Regions from separate parts of the Zea mays genome. Here region 2 is linked to region 1. A link is a contact called in public Hi-C data. All regions are on one chromosome and are shown on one strand. Each heading gives the region's core, a stretch centred on a gene start, on an enhancer-like site or on the middle of the called end of the contact. The rest is flanking DNA. Distances are from core to core; before and after follow the strand shown. Region 1 holds the start of LOC100192709. Region 2 holds the start of LOC100191261.

Region 1 (4,774 bases), core at 85-2,584:
TGTGAATCAAGAATAAGGCAACACGATTATGAATTATTAGGGATATTCGTCTTCTGAAACATTATCTCCGCATGGCTATAATGATCATCAGACGAAGGTCATGAAGGACATGCCTCCATCATTTAATATGTGAACGTGAATGCGAAAGGGCAGAGATAGAAATTAGATCTCATTAATTCCTTCATATTCGCATCCTATAAAACATGTATAAACATCAACAGAAACTAATATTACATTGATACCTTCGGTTTGCTCAAAGGTGAGGACGCGCGAGAGAGATTACAATCCAGCCTGAACAGTACGATGCTACTGTTCACCTATTTATAGACACGAGACGCAGCCCGGGTAAAAATACATTTATGTCCCCAATATTCACATATGATCATAATACAAGTTATTAAGGACTAAGTGGTCTTTTCCTCTTTCGGTCAGCATCATCATTATACTTCATCTCTGTTGTGAGCCGAAGCTGTCCATCTGGCTATAGCTTCGGCGTTTACCCTTATCCTCTTTAGATCTGTCTTCATCTTATGTGCCTTCGTCACGAGGAAGAGGCTTGTATCCTCTAGATGAAGATTTCTATAATAGCTTATGCTGAAAACAAATGGTTAATTATGTTTTTAAGGACCTTCAGAAGTATAAGACTCCCAACAACGGGTTTGTACCTGTTGCCATCTCTATAAGTAGGTAAGTTGATATTCGTATTCACAATCGCATTCACAATCTCAATTTATCTTAATAAAATGTTTTGATCTCAATGTAAATAAATAAAATATGTTGATTTCGTAGCAACACATATATATAACTAGTAATAAATAAGATTGTACCAATTTTGATAAAAGTTCAAAAAAATATAATTGCCTCGGTATAAGCCCATCATCAATATAGGGTATGTTTGGTTGGTTTCTCTCGCCAACCTGGCTGTGTGAGCCAGGATCACTGGAGCCTGGCTCTGGAGATGCGACCAATCTGCTCGTATCTGGTGAGCCTGACCCAATGTGCTTTAAGGATCGTGCGAGTCTTGATCCAAATCTACATGCAGGCAACCAAACACAGAGCTCGCACGCGCATAGCCGAGCATTGCAATGGATACCTAATGACTACTCTTCAGGGGCTGGGCTGAGTGGGCTCCAAGTATACCGCAAATCTGCAATTTTGGTACAATCCATTTATCCCACGATAATTATAGCCCCGGCCTGCCAATGAGAAAGCGACGCGGAAACAGAAACCAAACTAACGCTAGCCTAGTCATCCTGCCAGCCAGCGCCCCCCTATGGCCTATGGGTAGGTTCCCACGCAGAGCACAGCACTCCACCTCACTGCTCCAGTCGCGAGCCGCAGCTGCGCGTCGCGTCGCATCGCACGCATCTCTCCTGCCCTCCAGCTCCAAAGCTTCGTCGTCTGCGTCGCCCCGCGCCCCGTCTTGCTCGCTCCAAGCTAGACACCATACCACCCAGGTGACTTCGCGCGCCACTCCTTCCTTCCCTCCCTTTCCCCACAGCTTTACTCTCCCCTCCCGTGTCCAGATCCCGAGGCCCCTCTCCCTCGATCGCCGCCTCCCGGTAGCGGATCCGGCGCCGGCTCGCGCCCCCCGACAGGTACCCTACCCACCGACCGGATCTAGCCGCCGCATGGCTTTTGAATTGAGCTCCCCGCGCGTCGCATGGTGTGTGTGGGTATTGCCTGCGCGGGTTCCAGCTCTGGGTTGTTGCTGGATCGACGACGATGCTAGGGTTTAGGTGTGATTCGTGTCTAGTTACCTGAGTGCTGCGGGCGCGTTTCGTTTTGTCTTGGTGAGCCAAGCGTGGTTCGAATTTTCTCCGGAGCAGGTGCAGTAGCCTCTTGGAGTGACTGGCTTTGAGATTTCCAGTTTAAGGTTCGTTTGGGTTGGTCCGTTGGTGGGAGTTCAGGTTTGCTACGGCTAACCTGTGCGTAGTAACTGACATGCTTATAGTTTCAAAAGGGTTTACTTTGGCTAGCTGCAGCTCATGGGAGCTGGAGGGACCTCATTCAGATGATCCGACATTTACTGCAGTTCCTATATTCATACAAGTATTGATGCTGCGACAAATTTGTATGTGGTTTGGAACTTTGGGTCAAGACTGTTGTTTTTAAAACTAGGAGCTTTAGGTACAGTTCCATGGCAGTTTTATCTTGTGCATGTGTAATGTTTGTTGGACTATCATATAGTTTTCATTGGTGTATGGGGAAATTTTAGTGTCAGAATTACAGGTGCCAAGTTCTATAGTGTTTGGTGATGTGATGGAACACTCTGGAAAAATTGATGAAATTGAGCATTAGTAAAGTTGTCTGTTTTGATATGACATGGAAATTATAAGGCGCTTTAAGGTAGTGTTTGGTTGAGGAGCCAAGTAGAACGGAGCCGTTCCATCCCTGATTCTAGGAACGGAGCCGCTCTGTTCTGTGTTTGGTAATCTGGAACGGAGCGGCTCTGTTTTTTGTTTAGTTGCAGAGTGAACGGAACGGAGCGTGACTGTGAGAGCGGGATGGGAACGGAGCGGCTCCGTTCGGTTGATTTTTTTGGAGCGGAATGGTTCCGGATCTGAGGAGAATATTCCCTAATTGGAGTCATTCCGTTCTAGTTACTTTGTAACCAAACAACAACAAAACTGGGACGGAACGGCTCCGTTCTACTTGGCTCTTCAACCAAACACTAACTAAGTGACAGGGACCAAGGATATCATACACAACAATTAAGTAGGATCACTTGTATCTGCCCTTTAATCTTTTAGTGCCAAACATGATAAGGGTTTATGATATTGTTTTCTGAAACTATAGTATGTTTTGTCTTGAACAGTTAAATTGGGTTTCCTTGCAAGGCATCTCATGCTATATTTTAGCTTACATTTGTTCCTTTTGTTGTCCAATTCAGGTTTTGTTTTATGCTTGTTCATTTGTCTATGGACAATGGACTAGTTGCTGCACTGCTTTTGTGAGTCACCATGGGAAGCAGTGGAGCAGATACATCGTCTAAGCCAAACAAGGCATCCGCCCCACAGGTTCTTGATACTGGGACTGTGGCATTATCCTTTTAAGTGAAAAAGATTACTTGGTAAAAGTTTGTCCTTCTCTGTAACAGGAGCAGCAACAACCTGCTACCTCAGGTGCTGCAACACCGGCTGTTTATCCAGACTGGTCCAGCTTCCAGGTGAGTGTGATTCCCCTCTCCCCTCCAACCGAACTATTGCAACCCACTCTAGATGGAAATAAATATGTATGTAGCACTTGCAATTTTTGTTTCCATAATTAGAAAATCTATAATTTCTACCACAAAATGATAGCAATCCACACACTATAAGCATAGTGGAAAGCAAAGAGATGTAGATTCTGGATTGCAATATTGTGCAAATGATAATCAGAATGGGCATATATATTATATACTTGCACCCTTTTATTATGGGTTCAAAATGAAGAAGTGTTTCTTGCACAGCATATTTCTTTTCTTGATTCATGGGGTTGACTTTTTATTATTTTAATAATATTATAAGTATTGTTCTACTAATTCGACTTTTGTTAATAATTAGGTTACATGGTCGTTTTGCAGGCATATCCTCCAATCCCACCACATGGGTTCTTCCCCTCACCTGTGGCATCAAGTCCACAGGGTCATCCTTACATGTGGGGAGCTCAGGTAAGCTTTTCAGCCATCTGTTTGTGTTTTATAGTAATGGCTGACTGCATTCAGTTTCTTTTTATCAGTTAGAGTGTTGTTTAAGTGTATGTGCTTCAAGTGGTTGAACTTAGCTGTCTTATAGAAATATTGTTCGTATATTAGTTGTATATGTAATTTTTTCCTTAAAGTGACATAACATAATTTGAAAATTAGTTCTGAACCAAAAGTACCACTGGTATTAATATTTTCTAAAAGTAAATTGAGTGGTTCAAACAAATTGTTTTTGCTAGTGAGTGGGTAATTAACATGATAACAAAGTTGTTTTTTGGTTCACATTTTTCTCATTACTTTTTTTTCAGCCTATGATTCCACCATATGGAGCACCGCCATATGTCATGTACCCTCCTGGAGTGTATGCACACCCATCTATGGCCTCGGTATGTTCAACACGTGGCTTTAATTTTCACTATGTACTTGTCAAATGGCAATGCTGACCTTGGTTGTCATTATATTGTGCAGGGTGCACATCCATTTACTCCTTATGCCATTACTTCTCCAAATGGCAATGCTGATGCTACTGTAAGACATGATATTTTCAAATTCATCTTTCTTTTGCTTAGTATAGGGGAGCCTGATGCAACTAGGCTTTGTAGGGAACTACTGCTGTAGCTTGTGATACTGATGGCAAGCCCTCTGAAGGCAAAGATAAAAGTCCAACTAAGAGACCCAAAGGAACTTTGGGCAGCTTGAACATGCTTACTGGAAAGAACCCCAGTGAACATGGTAAGACCTCAGGTGCATCAGCTAATGGAGCCACTTCTCAAAGGTATTTTTCTTGCAACCTTAAACACCATGTATTCTTGTGTGCATCCTTCTGTAAGTATCAGTAAATGAGTTGCTGTTTCTCTTTGCAGTGGCGAAAGTGGCAGTGACAGTTCAAGCGAAGGGAGTGAAGGAAATTCTCATAATGTAAGTATTGCTGAATTGTTCATTCATTTTTGTTGTATATTCGTTATGTATGCAAAATAATTTGGTCTGTGTATCCAATGAAAGAATTTTAAAAATACTCCCTCCAGTAAAAAATGATATTTTTGTCTTTTTAGTCTTTGAAGTATAACTTTGGCCTCATTTTTTGTACTG
Region 2 (4,752 bases), core at 2,077-4,576, 220 kb after region 1:
AAATACTTTTTGGAAAGCTTGGGAAACGCTCTACAACTTTGGTATTATCGTCTCAATATGACTAGACTCTTAGCAAAGTCGAACTGTGCAAAAATAACAGGTCTGTCTAGGTTGGACAGATTCAGACTTGCGACTTCAAAAATTCACAACTACAGGTTCAGACATCCAAACAAATTGATCCTAGGCTTTCTGGAAAGGTAATAAAATTGTCTACATATCATTTTAAAACATCTCAAGGTGATTCAATATTTAACTAAGTACAAAAGACACTAGAAGGCTTTGCTGTCCAGAATTGGACAGATTTAGTCTTCAGACTTTAAACATCCATAACTTAATCTTCAGATCACCAAAAAGAGTGATCTAAGACTTTTTGGAAAGCTTGGCAAAAGCACTACATACTTTTATAATCACCAAGAATTGATTCTATGCTAAACTGAATCAAACAATCCAGTTTCCGAAATCTGTTCTGTCAGTGGACAAAATACAGCAACCATTTTGTAAAATTCATAATTCCCAAACTTTCAGGCCTATGGTTGTGAATTTTTAACACAAGCAAGATAAGAAAAGCATCTACAACTTTTTTTTAACGACCATGAACAGATTGTAACATTAAATTAGGTAAACAATGCAGTTTCTGAAATCTATACAGAATTTGGGCAGATTTAGTTACTGAATTTGTGAAAAGTATAACTCCTAAACGATCAGACTTATGGCTGTCAAATTTTAACACCAGAAAGATAATAAAGTTATCTATCACTTTTCTATAGCACATATCTACATAAAATACAATTTAGTTTATCAAACATACAGCACAGGGAAATCACTGCGTGCAGTCCAAAACAGCAATTAATAAATTTCAGCTCCTATACAATTCAAGAATTGCAGCGTTCTAGACCCTTAAATTATTCTAACACTTCGACAATTTGTTAGAGTTAAAATGACCAAGTGAGAACTAACAAGTAGATTTACTAATTTTTATACAAGTTATTTCGCGCTCTAGAACTACCATACACAATTAGTAACGCATCTACCACAATAATCTTATCCGGCATACATATATATCGATACGCTCTTCACATAGTAATTTTCATTTTAACTTGGGTATCACATGAACACTACTAATTTTTACCTGCGACCGTAACCATGCGCATTTAGGCCATAACAAGCAAATCATCGTGGTTACGAGCTTAACCAACCCATCTAACACTTCGGCTAACTAGAGCAATGGCATAGCCCGCTAAATAACATACACGTCGGCTTGCCTATTATTATCACTATCTAAGACACAACATACACCACATCATTTTTATAAACATACCTATTCACATGTATATTCACACATCGACCAAATCATACGAACCGTAAACCACTAATCTCTAACTCGAAACCATCATGCGCTTACTTCCCAATTCATGAACACATAACGCGTATTGACCCGACTCAAGATATAGAGGAAGCGATGACTACTTTGGCATGTCATCACCTCTCTATATAAGCCAAAACAATTTCTACTATCGACTAAGAGTTCTAAGTATTAAACACATTATTTCTTTCCTCGCGCAAATAAACTTCAACTTAACACCAGTGACACCGAAGGATTTTTACTAAACTCATCATGCACATAACCCTGTCTCGCATACAACCATATTGTGGCGTGCACTCGAGACACTTCAATCAATGTGGCGCGACCACTAATATGTGAACTCCGACACTCATGTCTTAACAATACATCCTCCACGTAACTAGCATTTTCTAAACTACTCGTCAAATCAATAAATATATCCCCGATATAATCACGAATCCCATCACATTGCATAAAACAATTACACTTTTCACATAAACACATATCGATGCATTTCCCAAAACATAATCCACATTTTGTAACTTAGTTTTTCGCATCAAATAACGCATCGCATATTTTCCTATCAAAATAAAAATTCTCGAGTTCTTTTCCACTTCATTTCCTTCCCTACACACTTTCATTCACACAATTATATTTTCACACATATATTTACGCCATCGACTGAATCGTAAATAAAACATAATCACAATTTTTCTAAAGTGAACAACCTGGCCAAAATCCGATTGGAGTTGCGCATGCATGCCATCAGCTTGGGCTCTTTGCCGACGAGCGATGCGCGAGGCGTGATGACAAGGGCTGCGAGCACAGCACAGTTTAATACACGATTTATTTGTGTGGCATTTAATCGGACACGAAAAACACGGGACAGTGGGGTCTCACCACGGGTTTCGACGACGCCGCGCAGGCGCCATGCAGATTGACGGCGAAGCGAGACGTGGAGACGTCGGGGCTGCACGGATCGACGACGCGGCTCCTCTCGCTTAGCTGGAACAAGTCGTGGCGCTGTGGTTTTTGCTGTGCGCGACAAACACGGCATCGATGGCAAGCCCAATGCTCGACGATAGCAAGCTGCGGGTTGGGACAAAGCTCGATCCAGCGGCTAGGACAGCAAGGTGCCTCACTAAGGGCCACAGCGTCACGTCGGGACTGCTGCCATGGACAGGCGCCGGTGAAGGAGCTCGATGCTGCGATAAACTGAGACATGCAGCTACTGTGCATATCGTCGAACAGGTGGCGCGCGACATTGGGGGAACCCCGCTGCAGTAAGGAAATCGATGACGGCACGGCTAGCGTGCACTGGCGAGTGTCGGGGGCAGGTTCTCGCTGCTAGGCAAGGCCGACGGCCAGGCCCTTGCACAGGCTGGTGGCGAGGATGAGAGCCTGGGAGTGAGAGTCGTGCAGGGTTGAAGCAGGGAGCACCGGCGACTGGCTTGGAACTGCAGCAAGTACACCAAGGGGGCAGCAGCGCCATGGGAGGCCGACCAGAGAGGAGGAGGGCGTCTGCTGCTTGTTGCGGTTGAAGAAGAAGGCGTTGTGGGGAGCTTCTGTAGGAGAGTTCGGCTAGGGGCAAGCATGGAGTCGAGCTCCTGCTGCCTGGGCGGAGGTGGGGAGAAGACCAGGCGCCTTGGGGAGAAGAGGAGGAATCCCGCTGGGGGAAAGGGGCGCCTGCACAGGGATGGATGGCGGACGTGCTGGGCACGTCACAGGGGCGCGACGGAGAAGCTCGACGCCATGGGGAGTTCGGCGAGGCCGCACTGGCGCCCTGCGTCTAGGACAGAGGAAGGCGTTGGACACCATGGGAGCAGGGGAGCCAAGCAGAGAGCTCGCAGGGAGGGGGTGCGCGCCCATGGATGGGAGAGGGAGGAGATCCCTGCTGCTGGCGTAAGGGAGAAGTTGTTGTCCTAGATGGAGCTCGGATGGGGGAGGAAGAAGATCGGTTGCAGCAGGTCTGTGAGCCGGGAGAGAAAGGCTCAAAGGCAGGGAAATGGCGTGGGGAGGAGGACAACAGGGGACCCCGAGAGCTAATAGAGGGCGCGGCCTGCTAGGCGATTGGCTCACCTGGGCAGCATGGCACATTGGCCTACAGGCGCAGCGATCGTCGAGTGGCTGGCCGTGGCCGGCGCTTCAGGCCAAGCACCACGCGACAGTCATGGCCACTGCAGCACGTGAGGGAGGTGAGTTTGTCTCCCTTTTTTAACATTTTGCAGGGTAAGAATAAAATAGTACTAAATTAAAATCCACGTTCATAATTAATTATCGTTGAGTTTTATACTAAACACCCCGCATTCGTAACAAACGAGAAATACGAAATTTCGGCAGAAATTCTAATCGATATTGCCTGAAAAAAATATACTCGCATTCTATTTGAAAAATGTTTTGACTTAAACTTGACCATTTTTTTTGAATCAGACCTTTGTAGTTCGAACAACAATTAAATTATGCGAGTAGTTCTATATTAAAATTCTTGTCGCTTTTGTTTGTTCCAAATTTTTAAGATCGTGCTGCGTTATAGGTCTACGCCAGCGGTCCGGGTTATAAAATTCGAGTCTCCTAAATACGGTGTTGTATTTTGCTTACTAAGAAAGGAACCAATTTAGCAAATAAGTAATTAGATCAAATATGAACGGTTATTACTCACTTCATTTTTGTTCTCGTATTTTCCTTTTTGATTTAGATCAGATATGGTGATATCAAGTTGGTTCGGATTAGAATTAATTAGAGATCGACACAACAGAGATCCCGCTTGAGAATACAGACTCGGATTAATTTTTGAACATAGATCGAACATCGAGAAATTGGATTCGGACACAGCTCAACTAGCAACTGTCGAGCGTCTGATTAAATGAGCTTTAGACGAGATTTATAGTTCGAGATTGATTATCGAGTTTGCATTCGTGCCAAGAATAAAAAGTTTTTAACAGGCTCCAAATCTGGCTGTTTCTCGCGATTGAATAAAATCAGAAATCGGTGAAACCTTCTCAAGTAACTTGATAAATGGAGATAAACGCGATTGAGAAATAGAATTTTTCACTTAGCATTCGAGATTAGGATAAATCTCCTGACATAACGCAAAATAAACACCTGGGGTGTCACAGCCTCGGCCGGTACAGGTTCCACGGAAGGCGTGCTTACCGACGATCACCATCGGGGACTTGTCGTTGCGAAGAAATAGAACTCCGAGGGCCTAACTGTGAATGTTAGAGACACAAGTAAATAGTGAAAAGGGTTCTTAACCAGTTATTCAAACAGCAAGGGTCCTCTGTGCAAAGACAACATCGCGGGCGCACGCGAGCGCGTTTCCCCGTTCGGGGGCCGACTCGGGCTGGTTTGAGCCCGTTACTATTCGTTCCTTCTATTTTTGTTTTTCTACCAGGCTTACGAAATTTATA

The links. A called contact is a pair of places that touch in the nucleus more often than the background predicts.
Region 2: a contact with region 1 is called in a Hi-C map of ear, with 1.7 times the contacts expected there. The contact joins the promoter of LOC100191261 here to the promoter of LOC100192709 in region 1. A contact is called at or near these places in 2 of 25 Hi-C or Micro-C datasets (ear and tassel).

The regions. Positions count from the first base shown.
Region 1 is chr3:101,431,102-101,435,875 of Zm-B73-REFERENCE-NAM-5.0, forward strand. It overlaps LOC100192709, which reads left to right and starts at 1,335. Exons shown (of 13, transcript NM_001137911.2): 1 at 1,335-1,598; 2 at 2,894-3,020; 3 at 3,101-3,169; 4 at 3,566-3,652; 5 at 3,994-4,071; 6 at 4,154-4,213; 7 at 4,288-4,460; 8 at 4,549-4,603. The coding sequence starts at 2,964.
Region 2 is chr3:101,644,137-101,648,888 of Zm-B73-REFERENCE-NAM-5.0, forward strand. It overlaps LOC100191261, which reads right to left and starts at 3,327. Exons shown (of 2, transcript NM_001136695.1): 1 at 2,243-3,327; 2 at 1,895-2,158. The coding sequence starts at 2,581. The coding sequence ends at 2,108.